Regions from separate parts of the Mus musculus genome. Here all the other regions are linked to region 1. Evidence: chromatin contacts called from public HiChIP or PLAC-seq and Micro-C data. All regions are on one chromosome and are shown on one strand. Each heading gives the region's core, a stretch centred on a gene start, on an enhancer-like site or on the middle of the called end of the contact. The rest is flanking DNA. Distances are from core to core; before and after follow the strand shown. Region 1 holds the start of Dgkq (diacylglycerol kinase, theta). Region 2 overlaps Pigg (phosphatidylinositol glycan anchor biosynthesis, class G). Region 3 overlaps Ccdc18 (coiled-coil domain containing 18).

Region 1 (4,819 bases), core at 1,456-3,955:
TCAAGATCTTCAAACCAAGATCCAGATAAGGATCTCCAAGCCTCCAGATAAGGGTCACTGGTGAGCCTTCCAATTCCGGATTGTAGTTCATTCCAAATATTGTCAAGTTGACAACCAAGAATAGCCACTACAGATGGGCAATCTCTACTTTCTATATATCTTGCTTATATTATCTATATTTTCTCACTTTCTATGTGCTAGATTTGAGGCTTTGATCCTAGAAATATATACTCCTACCATGCCCAAATTGGCTAATTCCAGACAGAAAATGGAGTATCTCTGATATGAAGACCAACCACTTCAGAGCCCAGACTCACATAAAATGGGCATTCTTGTTCTAGAGCCCCAAGGAGGCGGACAGCAGAGCCTACCATGGAGCCCCAGTGAGTCGTGCAGGCCATCAATTCTATAGTTCCTGCCCTAACCACTTATCCCTTAGGAACCCCAGTCAAGGCTTAGGACACACAGCCCTGCTCTGTTCCAACCAAAACTAGGATTACCAGAGCCTGCTTGGCATGTCAGGCCTCTTTCCTAAGGAAGTGTAGCTTGTACATCCTTCCAGACAGCTGTCTGCATGGCTGCAGGCTACCTGACTAGAACCTGCCAGGACGTGAAAGTGGATGCTGGGCCAATGGCCAAGAGTTGGGAAAGCTGAAAAAGACCATGTGCCTTAGCATCTGGGAGAAGGTCAGTTTCTTAGCACCCTGAGCTGTTACGGGCATACACCACACTAGATATAGTCTGCAAAAAGACTAGCGAAGAGGAACAGAGGAACCCTAGAAAAACCACAGGTTCACAATGGCATCACTCACTAAGAAGCTAAAGAATCACTTTCCATGTGTGTGCCTGGTGGCCATAAAGGCCAGAAGATAATCTTGAAACTGGAGTTATAGAAGGTTTTAAGCTGTTGGGAGGTGGTGGCGCACCTTTAATCCCAGCACTTGGGAGGCAGAGGCAGGAGGATTTCTGAGTTCGAGGCCAGCCTGGTCTACAAAGTGAGTTCCAGGAAGAAGAAGGAGGAGGAGGAGGAGGAGGAGGAGGAGGAGGAGGAGGAGGAGGAGGAGGAGGAGGAGATGATGGAGGAGTGATTGGGAATCAAATCTGGATCTTTTGTAACAGAGCGAAACCCAAAAGTAGCTTATTCTACAGTTGAGCTGTTATTTCCTTATTAGTGATAAGAGGGGAAGTATTGCAAGATATTTAATCAAACTGTAAACCCTGAGACTGTGTTATTTACTGAACAAATCTTTTTTTAGTTATGATGTGGCTTAGCCCTTAGCACACATCTTTAATTCCAAACAATGAAGGTAAAGTTAGTTTATAGAAGGAAGCACCCATGTTTGAAAATGATGTCTGATTAAATGGCAAAGTGGTAAATCAGAGAATGATTTGACAGAATAGGACTGCCCACATCTCACAAGAAGAGAGAGGAAAGGAAAGCTATTTAAGAGAGAGCAGGAGAGAGGGGAGAGGAAGAGAGGAAGAGGGGAAGAGCAAGCAAGCAAGCAAACAATTTTACTGGGAGAGTTTTACAGAGAGAACAATTTAGGCATAGGTAAAGACAGAATGAGCCAGAGAATGAGAAGGAGTTAGAAGAGTAGAATAGATTGCTGGAGTTAGTTTGAGGTCAAGCAGGGCAAAAAGTCAGAGGCCGAGAGAGAAGCCATACTGAATCAGTCAGCTTGGAGAGGAATTTGAGCCAGATCAGCAGAGTTGAGCAGCCAGCAAGAGTTCATGAAGCATAAGAAAGGGTGAGCTTATTTGACAGTAAGTCTCAGAGACAAAAAACATTCTAGACCTAGTTTAGATTGTACTAGAAACTTCCAGGACTTGTTAAGAAGACTACTAAGGAAACTGAAGAGATGGCTCAGAGATTAAGAGCATTTGTTTTTTTGTAGAAGACCCTAGATCTATTTCTAGTACCTTCATGGCAGCTCAAAAACATCTGTAACTCCAGTTCCAGGAAATCCAGTTTTCTATTCTGACCTCCTCTGACACCAGGCACAGACAAAATGTAAGCAAATCAATCATACTGATAAAATAAAATAAATATATATTTTTTTAAAAGACAGAGCCTCTCTACATAGCCTCAGTTATCCTAGAACTCACTAGATAGACCAGGATGTCCTCATACACACAGAGCTCTCTCGTCGCTGTTTCCTTCCCTTGATGCACTCTGTGGCTACTGGGAATAGGCTAGAGGCCAGGAACTTTTTGGATCACCATTCCAGTAGTGTTTCCCCAACTCCAAAACAGAGTCGGCCTATAGAAGCAGGGCCCTTGAGGGCTGCTGACAATAGAGGCAGAATGACTCCTAGGTCCAAAGTCATAGGCATTGTCTGGACAACACAAAGCTATGGTTACTGTGGATGGCCTTCCCTTGCATGCAGGTACTCAAAGACCTGGGAACACAGTGGGAGAAAGTTTTGCCATGGTGTGTGTGAGGGTGTGTGTGTGTGTGTGTGTGCGCGCGCGCGCGCGCGCGTAGAATTAGGGGTTAAAGGAGCTTGTGGAAGTCCCACTGAATGTTTCCATATAGCTTCTCCTATGCTTATACGAGCAAAGGCCTCATATATCTAGTATCCTGTGTGGAGAATCTGGCGCTGGAGGTCAGAACAAATCCTCTTGGGCCACCATGCCCCTCTGTCTAGTCCAGAGGCCCCGCCTTTGGCAGGACGGCACCGCCCCTCAGGAGGCCCTCTCCAGTCTGGCCCCGCCCACGTGAGCCTGCGCGTTAGGTAGCGCAGTCGGAAGCCGGGAGCGGGCTCTGCCGAGGGCCCTCTCTACACCGCGGACCTGGCTTTATCGTGCGCTTGGAGCTGGGGCGCTCGGGTTGTGGATGGCGGCGGCAGCCGAGCCCGGTGCCCGGACCTGGCCGGGCAGTGGTTCCCCACGTCTTGGCAGCCCGGCCGGCAGTCCAGTGCTGGGCATCTCGGGCCGCACACGCCCGGGGTCAGGGCCGGAGCGGACTAGCAGAGCTATTGGCTCCGCAGCACCTGGCCACAGCTTTCGCAAGGTGACACTCACCAAGCCTACCTTCTGCCACCTCTGCTCGGACTTCATCTGGGGACTGGCTGGCTTCCTGTGCGATGGTGAGAGTCCACCCCGCGTCCTAAGGCCGCTCCCAGGAGCCGATGCCCTCCTTCCCGGGACACTGCCCTGACCTTTGAGACCTGTCCCTCTTGGCAGTGGGTGGGCACAGAGACAGACTCTGGTTTGAGTAGGACTTTCCTATGGAGGTGACACCCTGCTTTTAAGGTCAGGAAGGAGGGGTACCCTGGGTCTGGCCTCTCTTGACCTGAGATCTCAGGATTTCCTAGTGGGAGGTGGAGACCGAGTCGCCATAGTGCAGTGCTGTTGTTGTAATGCAAAGGCGCTGTAAGAGGCAAGGTGTGTGCTGAGGCAGTTGTTGGGCCTGGGCATAGAGATATGAAGGTAAGACTGAGACTTGGGGCAATGGGGCTCCCACTAGTGACCCGTGTCAGTGACTGGGGCAGCAGGAGTGGCTGGCTGTGGGTCCTGGGCATTCTTGTCCCGAGTGCATGCTGATGCACAGAGGGATTTAATGCTGCTCTGTTCAGGCTCAACTGCTTGGAGAGCTAGGCCCAGCCTTCTTTACAGTTGTGGCATGTCCCAGCACAGCTCCCACCCAGCTGCCAAGCCGGCTGGGCAGGACAGAGGATGGCACCTCTTTCTCAGCTCTCCAGGTAATTCCATGACTGCCCCTCTTTTTATTCTTACTCTTGTGAAGAGGCAGCTTCACAAGAAGCTGAGACCCAAATCTGTGGGGGACATCTGGGCCTTTGACAGTGTCACCTGACCAGGGTCCGAAGGTGGGAGCAATGAACCTGCCCTATTTGGGGAACACTAGTGTGCTCTGGGCAGGATCACTGAGGCCATAGCTCCTCACAGAGGCGTGTCTTCTGCTAGTGAGGATGGCAAGGTTGTCATGGGATCTCAGGGCTAGTAGTGACATAGGAGTGGTCACCTGTTTTTCTCTGTCCTATCTGCCCTCTTAAAATATCAGAGTCCCACTGAGATGGAGGCTGTGAGGTATACACTGACTTAGCTGCATATCTGAAGCTATGCCCCAGGCCGTACAAAGGTGGCCTAGGCAGGATGGTCCTCTGACTCACTTTATGGCTGAAAGTCATAGAAGGCATAGTTTGAAGTCTAAGTCTATTCTGGGAAGGTAAAGGTAGTGGAGGCAAACCCACAGATAGGAGGCTAGACCTAGGATCTCTGCAGAACTGAGAGATAATGAAAGTAGGATTTGAATCCAAGGAACCCCTCACAGATTTGACCCCTGAGCCTAGGTCTGTGGAATCAGGAAACCTAAGCAAACTCCTCATGTATAGCAGCCCAAGGTTCTGTTACCCAGAAGAGGGTGCAGAGCCCCTTCTAAGCAGCGTTGTTGTAGCTGTCCTCACAAGGGTATGGGCAGGAGCCTTCCACCTGCAGGAACATAAGACGGTCTCAGCCTACAGGGAAGGCAGCTGGCAAGACCTTTTGAGGTGGAGAAAATTGAGAGCCTGGGAAGATTCCTGTTAGGTCATTACTTAGTCATCCGCTTTTCTCCTAGCATCCTTCAAGCAGAGCATCCCATGGAAAACTTTTGTCTCTTTCTAAGAATGAGGTGTCTGGGGTCTCAGCAGGAGGGAAGCAGCAGCTGGGGCCCTCTGGATAGGCTCTGGCTTCTCAGGCTGACTTAGTAGCCATGTCCCTTCATTTCTACAGCCTCTCATCAGTATCCCACCTGTGGAGCCCAGCCCAGGCCCCTCACTCCCTTGTCCTGCCCTGCCTCTGATATGTCACACAG
Region 2 (4,487 bases), core at 1,007-3,506, 330 kb after region 1:
CCTCAATCCCAGGGCCTAGATACTGTGGGCTCTAATACAACCACACAGCTCCTTCACACTGCTCCATCACACATCACTTCACACATCACCTGCCTAATAAGCAAAGGTTGCCAGAGACCAAGAAGTTCATAGAAAAATGTAAGCCTTGAAAAGAAAGCTTGGTAAGGCACAACAGATCAACAAGGGATCAAACTTCCCCGGGAGCCTCTTGAATGGCCACCTGTTCACTGTCCATCATTTGAAACCCAGAGATTCTGAGTTTACACATGCTCTCTGTCTTCTACATCCAGAAGCCCCATTATCACCTCTGGTCCAGTCCAGCTCTTTCCAGCTGAGAGTAAAAGCATATGACCTGACTACACAACAGAATATTATAGACAACGATGCACAGAAGCCTGGGGAGATATGCTTAGGTCTTTCTCCTGCAGTCTATATGATGTTTGGTCTTTCAAAGCACTGCAGCACTGCAATGCTGGTACATACAAGATTTTCAACCAATTTGTATTAGTGAAAGATTAGCTAGCAAAACAAAACAAAAGCCCACCCACAAGGACCACATCATATACCTTCTTCAGCAGAGTGCTGTCAATGACCATCCTGATAAGAGCAGACAAAATTGCACAGAACAGCGCAGACACAAGTAGCATCACAGCCCCCACTGCCAGCCACGAGAGGCTACAGAGGTAGCACGAGCTCTCAGATGAGGTGCACACCAGGACATGAATGGCCGAAAGAACCAAAAACACCAAGTAAAAGAGCAGCGAAAACACAGGCGACAACAGAGGAACATCCAGCTCAGCCTTTCTGCACAGCACATGTGGAGTGCTAAGGAGGAACAGGGCGAGAACCTGAAAAAGAAGATCAAGGGTGAACAGGGACGCCCAGGGATAGGAAAGTCCACTCGAATTAGCCCAACCCATCCTAACCTGCTGCTCACACAAGAGCAACAACAAAATGACCCAAGGGAAAATTAATTTTAGTTGCTTGCCAAAACTGCAGAGCTTGACTTATATTTTCATCTTTTATAGCAATGCTGAATGAAGCCATTTGCCTCATGCAAATACTTCATGAAATCTCTTAAATCTGGGTGCACAATGGAAAAATAAAGAACATTCCTATTTTCTGTGTTGCACTGACATTCTTCTTTTCAGACATAGGATCTTTGTAGCCCAGGCTGGCATGATGTAGCCATTCTCCCATCTTAGTAGACTGAATTTGGGAATTACAGACATATACCACCATACCCAGCAGTAATGATATATAAATTCAAAACCTTTATGTTTGGCTGAGTTGCACAATCCATTTAACACCTAAACCATGAGAATACAAACATGTGTACCTCCAAAACTATGAGTGTTCCCACTGCCATGGAGTACATGTCATATTGAGCCACTTGTGTGCTCAGGGACAGACTCAGGGTCTTCAGGGCACCCAGGTAATGCCTGAGTACTTTGGTCCCCAGGCCAAGCAGAATGTCTGAATGGTTTTCCTCCAAGTGCAGTTTGACCCAGTTTCCATGTAACTTTTCTGCCATTTTAAATTGCTCAAATCCAGGATCTATCAGACAAAAAGATTAGACATACTTATAATTTTAGCACATTCACTTACTGGGACATTTTTTTTTAATTAATTTTTTTTTAAAGATTTATTTATTTATTATATGTAAGTACACTGTAGTTGTCTTCAGACACACCAGAAGAGGGCATCAGATCTCATTACGGGTGGTTGTGAGCCACCATGTGGTTGCTGGGATTTGAACTTCAGACCTTCGGAAGAGCAGTCGAGTGCTCTTACCCACTGAGCCATCTCACCAGCCCTTACTGGGACATTTTTAAGAACTGATACCTAATGAAGGCAATCTGTTCCTAGGCAGGAAAGGTCAGCAAAACCGCAGTAACACTGTAACAGTTGATGATGTATATCCATCTACTGCCAACATGGCCAGAGCCTGAGTGGGGCGGGGGTGGTGTGGGTAGGGGCAGTATAAGTGGGGGAGTATAACTGGTTGAGAGCAAGAGTTGGGTCCAGGCATGTCCAAACCCCAGAAATCTCATCGTGAGATTGTCAGGAGTAGGGTCATGTCATGTGTATGTCCTGGCACAAGTATCCACCCACACCACCCCATTACCCCCACCACCCTACCACCCCACCAGGAGGTTACATAGCCCAGTTAAACTCCCTGGAATTCTTCCTTATGCTAATGAGACATTTTCAGTGCCCTGGCCCTGGCCAATGATGTACACTCACCCTGAAAGCCCCCACCCAACCACCGTTCAAAGGTTTAAGTAGCCTTTGTTCCCCAGTGACTACAATGGCCACTGAAGATATTGGGACTAAATGTCTGGCTTCTGGGTGTGGCCCAGGCACATGGCTGCCTTTTGCCTTTAGGTCTACAGGTAGTGTTATTGAAGGCAAGAAGCTGACAGTCTGCTTCCCAGATCTGGTCTGTTATTCTTTACTGTATTGTGCTTGCTTGTAACTAAATGGGTCTAAAAACAAGACTTTTTCTTGCTGAGATGCTCTGTTCTTTAAAATGCACCTCGTACTTCATCAGGACCACAGATTCCTTTATCACCCCCAATGTGCTGCACAGAGCTATGTGAATACAACTTATGCTTTGCTACCGAAGCAGCAGAGGCAGCAGCAGTGGCAGCAGAACCCTGCAGGCATATTGCTGAGGACAAGGGTTCAGTGACACAATCTGAACATTTCAGGTTGCACATGTCCTTACTACTGACAATAAGTACACAGCTGGTGCCCTCACTGCTACACCACCAAAGTAAGAGTGTCTGTGTCTACACCCCAAGCCTCCGCAGTGATCTGTATTCATAATCCATGCCTCTCTTCCAGGGAGTCACAGAAACTCAGGCCATCTTCGCCTATATCCCACTGTCTCTATAAGCGATGTATAGAAGCCTGATGGCACCCTGTAGCCCCCACAACAAAGTCACAGAGACACGGGGTACCTGTGTCTATAACCCACAGCCTCCATAAGTAAGTACAAAGATCTGGTCTATCTTTGTGTATTACTCAACAGCCTTACAGATCTCTACAAATAAGCCTCAGAGACACAGGATATTTGTGTTAATTTTACAGCCTCTACAAAAGGAGTCCTAGAAACCTGGGGTCCCTGTTCATGCAGCCAAATGAATGCTTGCTAAGCACCGACTGTGTCCTAGACACGGAATCAACACAAAGGATCTTAAATTTAAAAAGAAAAAGAAACAAAATGGTGAATAAACTAGTACAACTCCTGCCTGCCTCCACTTGGGTTTAGAAGTGTACACAAATGCAAACAAATGCAAACAAAAAATTATGTTGTAGGCATGGACATATGTGATAACCAATTGTGAAGAATGGAGGCCAGAGAGATGGCTCAGTGGTTAAACGCTCTGGTGGCTCCATCAGAGGATTCAGGCTTGATCCCCAGGACCCACATGGTGGTTACAACCACCCAACATTTTTTTTTTTTTCCTTTTGGCCTCTGCACTGAATACACATGATACATAGACATGCACGCAAGCAAAACACCCATACACATAAAAAGAAAAAACTTTAATCACAAAGAATGCTATGAAGGAAAAGCAAATGACAGGAGACATTTGTGGCAATGGGGAGTAACTCATTTTAGATTGGAAATGAAATATGAATAGGGCAAGGACAGACTGATAAGCTGACTGTAAAGGATGACCAGGAATCAATCAGATGAGGTACCGGAGAAGAGCATCTGTCACTATGAACATCTTATCCAAAGTTCCTGGGGAGTGCAGGGTGGGGTGTGGGGAGGAACTATTCCCAACAGAACTCAAAAAAAGACAGAGTGCAAGAAGATCAGATTTGGCTAGATGTTGTGGAAGATTCTGCTGGTCTTCTTGTGGGGTTCAGAGAGTAGAACATGTACTGATGGTGGGATACAGGTAGGCCTCCTAGGAATGAAGGACCCACGACAATGTCTGCTAACCTTTGCAGGCTTGTTTGCTTTCCATTTAACATGGTTCCTAATTTTTTCTATCCTAATAGTTCTGAAACATCAAAATCCTTAGCAGTTGGGTTTTTTGTTGGCAATTTGCTAGGCGATAATTTTGCTAGCAACAACATATATAAAACTACCAAGCAATGGCTGGCCTAGTGACTAATGCTATTCAAGAGATGGAGTCAGGAAGATCACAAATTGAAGGACAACCTGAGTTACAGAATTCAAAACAGGTCTGTATAACAGTGAGACTGTTTCAAAATGAAACTAAAGAGGCCTGGAGATGTAGTTTAGTGATAGGCAACCCCACTACTATGAAACTCACTACTACCATAAACAAACAAACAAACAAACAAACAAATAAATCCAAATGAACAAAGTTAAAAACCACCAAAAATGCCTACCATTCATATACCAAAATAAAACATTATCAAACTTAAAACCACAAAAAGCATAAACTAAACTAACCAACACCTTCCCACCTCCTCAAAAAACCTTACAAGCAAAAAACTTA
Region 3 (4,810 bases), core at 743-3,242, 440 kb after region 1:
AGAAGGTATTAATTTTATTTCTTTTTCAATGACTTTTATCTTGCTACCACTCTGTTCTTTTTAAAGGTCTTCACTGATAACTTTACCTTATACATTAGCAGTTGTAAATGAGGATTTATGTGTCCATACTGTTAATTTCAAACTCCACACAAACTGCTATAATCAAAACAGATGAACACACAGTGTAGGCCATTTAAAAAACATATACATTTAAATCCAGTTAAAAAAAAGTTCTGAATGTAATCTTATTATTTTTAATCTCATAATTTTCAAAGTAGCTTTATTAATTTTGAAAAAGCTTCAATATTTTTTAAGGCACATCAGATATAAAACCCAAGAGTAAATATTATAAATATAAGAATTTATATTTAAACATATAAATTATTTTATAGTAATGATATGTTAATTATGTCTCATATTTTTTTCTAAAAAAGATATATTTTATTTCAAATCAATAATCTGTCATGAAGACCTCTATAAATGAGAAAAGGAAAATATATTTTTCACAAATGTATTTCATTACTTTTATGTTTACTTACTTTAATAAGTAATGCTTCATTTGCAGCTTCAATGACTTCATTCCTGTCTTGAACTTGTTGATGCAAATTGCTCACAGTATCCTGAGCTTCTTCCAATTCTTGTTTCGCTTTCTCTAGTTGTTCATTCAGTTGTTGAACAGACGTCTTCTGAGATTCAGCAGAAAGCTTCCACTTTGCATGGTTCTCTTGATGTGAAATCATCTTTATAATCCCAAAATTATAAAAAGAAAACAGGATGGAGTTATTCTAATACCTGCTACTATTATTTTTCCTTAAATGTATAGCTGTAAACATCTGATTTCACACTAAATGCAATACTCAAGGAAGAAAAGAACACAAGCTTACATTCACTTAATAGTTAGCTATACATCATACTTTGATTCAGACTTATATAAATTTAAAAGAAACTTTAGAGACAACTGGAGAAATACGAGAAATGACTGTACATGTAATATAAAGAAAATATTCTCATAGTTGGGTGTGGTAGTACATGTCTTTAATCCCTGTACTCCAGGGGCAGAGGCTGGTGATTTCTTCAAATTCCAGAACAGTCTAGTCTACATAGTGAGTTCCAGGACAGTCGGGGCTTATATAGAGAGGTTCTGTCTCAAAAAAGAAAAATCCAAACAAACAACAGCAACACCACCACCACCAACAAAAACCCCAAAGAACAAAGAACAAAACCCAAAAGCATGAAAAAGAAAAAGAAAAAGAAGAGAAGAGAAGAGAAGAGAAGAGAAGAGAAAGAAATAAGAGATAGGGGCATTGGGTCACAATGTTGGTGGTGTTGAGCAGCAGGGAAAAAATTAAAAATGGGTAATGTTGAGAGTGTCACCCAGGTCTTGTGTTGTGGGTTGGAAACACCACTACAATGAATAGTGATAGAGAGGTAGGAAAGATAGAAAAACTGAGCAGTGTGTGCTGTAGAGAGAGGCAGAGCTAGGGGACTGGAGACAGTGATGGCAGTGACAAGATGAGAGGCTGAGGCCGATATACTGTCATTGCTCAGTAGGGCCCACGGAATTGCATACAACAGTCTTGAGCTCATGCAGATGCAGACACAGTCCCCAAACCTGCCTCCCAGGCGGGGAATCCCCCTGGCTCTGGGCAATGAGATGAGGAAAGATTCACTTTCTGGACTGGACCCCTCTGAAGTACCATCATGGTCTGTGATGCCACTGGAGGTCATGTTGGTACCTGTGGGCCATGATGCTGTCTACAGTGAAACCGAGATTCACATGAACACATGTAGGTCTGTGCCACTGACTGATGCCTTTGGCTTTGCTGCTTCGGTAGGAGTCGGGGTGGTGTGGGTGGGTGTCCATCCTGAAGTGAATGGTATTGTCACCTCTTAAGACTGTATTGAGGTCCACGGTCTGTGAAGCTGCTGAGGCCATGACTGGGTCAGTGGTCCTGATACAGCCAGGGGACATGCTGATGTCTGCAGCCTATGTTAGCACCACAATTCATGTGGATGCCCATGATGTGGGCTGCCACTAAAGCCATGTTGATGTTTGTGGGTACAGGAGAGCTGGTGCTGGCCCTTTCCAATTCATAGCACATTTAGGTAGGCAGTGGAGTGAGCACAGGAAAGCTGGCCCTACTCCATGGTGCAGGCTATAGTGTGGACACGGGAATTAGTTGATGGCTTCTGGCACGGACACAGTCAGAGAAAGACTCATCATCCCTTTAGGGACTGGTCACGAGGAATTCAACCATGCCTGCAAATTTCATGATGTCATTTTTATAACAGATGAGTAATACTTTATTGTTTAAATATATCACATTTTCTTTATCCATTATTTGGTTGACTGATATCTAGGTTGTTTCTAGTTTCTGCTATTATGAATAAAGTTGCTATGAACACAGAAGAACAAGTGTCCTTGGGTAGGATGGAGTGTCCTTTGGGTATATGTCTAGGAGTGGTATAGCTGGGTCTTGAGGTAGATTACCAGTTTTCTGAGAAACTGGCCACATTGATTTCCAAAGTGACTACACAAGTGTGCACTCCCAACAGTAAAGGAGGAGTGGTCCCCTTGCTCTGTATTCTGATTTGCAAGGAGCAGGAGGCAACTATGATACACTGGCCAGGCTTGAACATTTGAGACCTCAAAATCTAACAAGGTTATACCTCCTAATAGTGCTACTCCTTATTGGGCAATGGGGCCTTTTGTTTGGTTTGGGTTTATTTGATTGATTGATTGATTGATTGATTGATTGATTGGTTGGTTGGTTGATTTTTGTGACACGGATTCTCTGTGTAGCTTTGGCTGACCTAACTCGCTTTGTAGACTAGGCTAGAGAAGCCATTTTTATTCAAACCACCACACAGGGCATCCAACAACCTCTTCTGGCATACTCAGGCATTGCACACATGTGGGACACAGACTTTCAGTCAAAACACCCATATACATAAAATTAAAATGAAAACTGGAAATTCCTTTTTAAACTGTACCTATAATGCTATATCTTCTTGTTTAATTTATACATTTACTTATTTTTAGGGTATTTTTGGGGGGTTTTTTTGTTTGGGTTTTTTTTTTTTTTTTTAATTTTTAGGGTTTTTAAAGACATGGTCTCAAGACCTTGCTATGTAGCCAAAGTTGACTTCGAACCTATGTTTTTCTCAAATGTTGAGATTACAGGCATGTACAAGTGTGCCTGGCTCAGTCCCCTCATTGTATATAGAAGCAACACACACACTTTTAAAATAAATCTTTGTTAGCAATCAAAAGGAAAAATGTTTTATATAAATTATATATTTTTGTCATACTTAAAAATATTCCCATTTACTAAAAACATTAAGACTTTTTAAAATATTTATTTTATTTTTAACTGTATGCATGTGCGAGTGTGTAATTAAGTTAGTAATGTCTATATAAGCCAGAGGCATAGACATACTAGAGCTAGAGTTATAGGTAGTTGTATCAATCACTGATATAGGTAGGTCCTGGGAATCAAACCTGGGTCCTTTGGAAGATCAATTATTTTCTTAATTGCTGAGTCATCTCTCTAACCTTAAAGGTTATTTTATTTTTTAAGTTTATGTGTATGAGTATTTTGCTGCATGTATGCCTGGTACCCATGGAGGTCAGAAGAGGATATCATATCCCCTGAGAACTGATGGTATAGTCAGTGGTGAGCTGCTATATATGGGAGCTGGGGAATGAACCTGAATCCTCTATAAGAGCATCGGTTCTAGCTGAGCTCCATCTCCGAGAACCATTTTAAAAAGTTATGAACTAGCTGACTAACTAATTTTAGGTAATTTATAAATTAATGGCTTCAAATGGGTAACTATAGATAACAGATTAGAAAATATGAACAGTTAATGGCAAATACTTGAGATGGACTAATAGTTATCCTTAAAGATTACAAAACTTACAAGATGTGGATTCAGCTTGAAAATGTGTTTCATTTGCAGACACAATGTTTTTAAAGAGATCTGAATCTAAATGCATTTAAATAAGACATAGTTACAAGTCCCCTCTCCCCATCCCCAGGGCCTCATAAATTGTTACTAAACTCTCAATAAGAGTTTAATACAAAAGTAGGGGGAAAAAAAAAGCACATATATTTAATCCCAGCACTAAGGAGACACAGGCAGGTGGATGGATCTCTGTGAGTTTGAGGCCTGCTTGGTTTACATAGAGTTCCACAAAAGTAAGCGCTACATCCTGAGACAATGTTCCAAGGGGAAAAAGGTATAATACAAATGCTTTTTTAGCCTTTGTTTTACAGAAAAAAAAAATGTTTTCTTAGCACCAAACTCAAGATTATTTAGAACATATACAATGAGTTTCGGTAATATTTTCAAACGTTTTAAAAGAAATGAACAGAGCACAGGGTCCCCGGTGAAAGTACCCAAGGAGCTGAAGGGGTCTGCAGCCCCATAGGTGGAACAACAAAATGAACCAATCAGTACCCCCAGAGCTCCCTGGGATTAAACCACCAATCAAAGAAAACACATAGTAGGACTTGTGGCTCTAGCTGCATATGTAGCAGAGGATGGTCTAGTCGGGAATGCCAGGAAGGAGGAGTGGGCAGGTTGGTAAGCAGGGTGGGGGGGGGGGGGTGTTCAGAGGGGAAACTAGGAAAGGGGATAACATTTGAAATGTAAATAAAGAAATTATCTAATTAAAAAAAAAGCTTTAATGTTGTTAATCCATTCCAGATTAAGTTAAGTAAACTTTTGGAAAAAAATTGGCTGTTTTTAGAAAGGCTTTTTAAAATACATTAGACAGGGCCTGGAGAGATGGCTCAGTGGTTAA

The links. A called contact is a pair of places that touch in the nucleus more often than the background predicts. HiChIP or PLAC-seq counts read pairs in DNA pulled down with a chosen protein or histone mark.
Region 2: a contact with region 1 is called in an H3K27ac HiChIP or PLAC-seq map of embryonic stem cells, with 5 read pairs. The contact joins the enhancer-like site here to the promoter of Dgkq in region 1. A contact is called at or near these places in 4 of 39 promoter capture datasets (the 3T3-L1 cell line, the C10 cell line, cranial neural crest and 1 more), 3 of 484 Hi-C or Micro-C datasets (the AML12 cell line, the G1E-ER4 cell line and brown adipocytes), 5 of 115 datasets of contacts at active chromatin or transcription factors (the 230-238 cell line, embryonic stem cells and memory CD8 T cells) and 3 of 9 other capture datasets (adipose tissue, embryonic stem cells and pancreatic islet).
Region 3: a contact with region 1 is called in a Micro-C map of the HL-1 cell line, with 3 times the contacts expected there. The contact joins the enhancer-like site here to the promoter of Dgkq in region 1. A contact is called at or near these places in 10 of 39 promoter capture datasets (the 3T3-L1 cell line, the C10 cell line, cranial neural crest and 4 more), 1 of 15 datasets of contacts at CTCF or cohesin (large pre-B cells), 5 of 484 Hi-C or Micro-C datasets (the HL-1 cell line, embryonic stem cells and myocytes) and 1 of 9 other capture datasets (adipose tissue).

Annotation. Positions count from the first base shown.
Region 1 is chr5:108,658,716-108,663,534 of GRCm38.p6, reverse strand. It overlaps Dgkq (diacylglycerol kinase, theta), which reads left to right and starts at 2,705. Exons shown (of 23, transcript NM_199011.2): 1 at 2,705-3,092. The coding sequence starts at 2,840. Idua (iduronidase, alpha-L) reads right to left here and starts at 3,204. Exons shown (of 15, transcript NM_008325.4): 1 at 3,037-3,204.
Region 2 is chr5:108,329,045-108,333,531 of GRCm38.p6, reverse strand. It overlaps Pigg (phosphatidylinositol glycan anchor biosynthesis, class G), which reads right to left. Exons shown (of 13, transcript NM_001310689.2): 7 at 1,340-1,557; 8 at 567-848. Among named protein-coding and RNA genes, the nearest start is that of Pigg, 18 kb to the right of the region's middle. Within about 2 kb of position 2,256, at least 5 of the 459 cell types and tissues checked have an H3K27ac peak or open chromatin away from gene starts, as enhancers often do. A contact at or near this core is called in embryonic stem cells, where this site is marked.
Region 3 is chr5:108,216,628-108,221,437 of GRCm38.p6, reverse strand. Ccdc18 (coiled-coil domain containing 18) reads right to left here. Exons shown (of 29, transcript NM_028481.1): 27 at 540-740. Among named protein-coding and RNA genes, the nearest start is that of Dr1, 50 kb to the left of the region's middle. Within about 2 kb of position 1,992, at least 1 of the 459 cell types and tissues checked has an H3K27ac peak or open chromatin away from gene starts, as enhancers often do. A contact at or near this core is called in the HL-1 cell line, where this site is marked.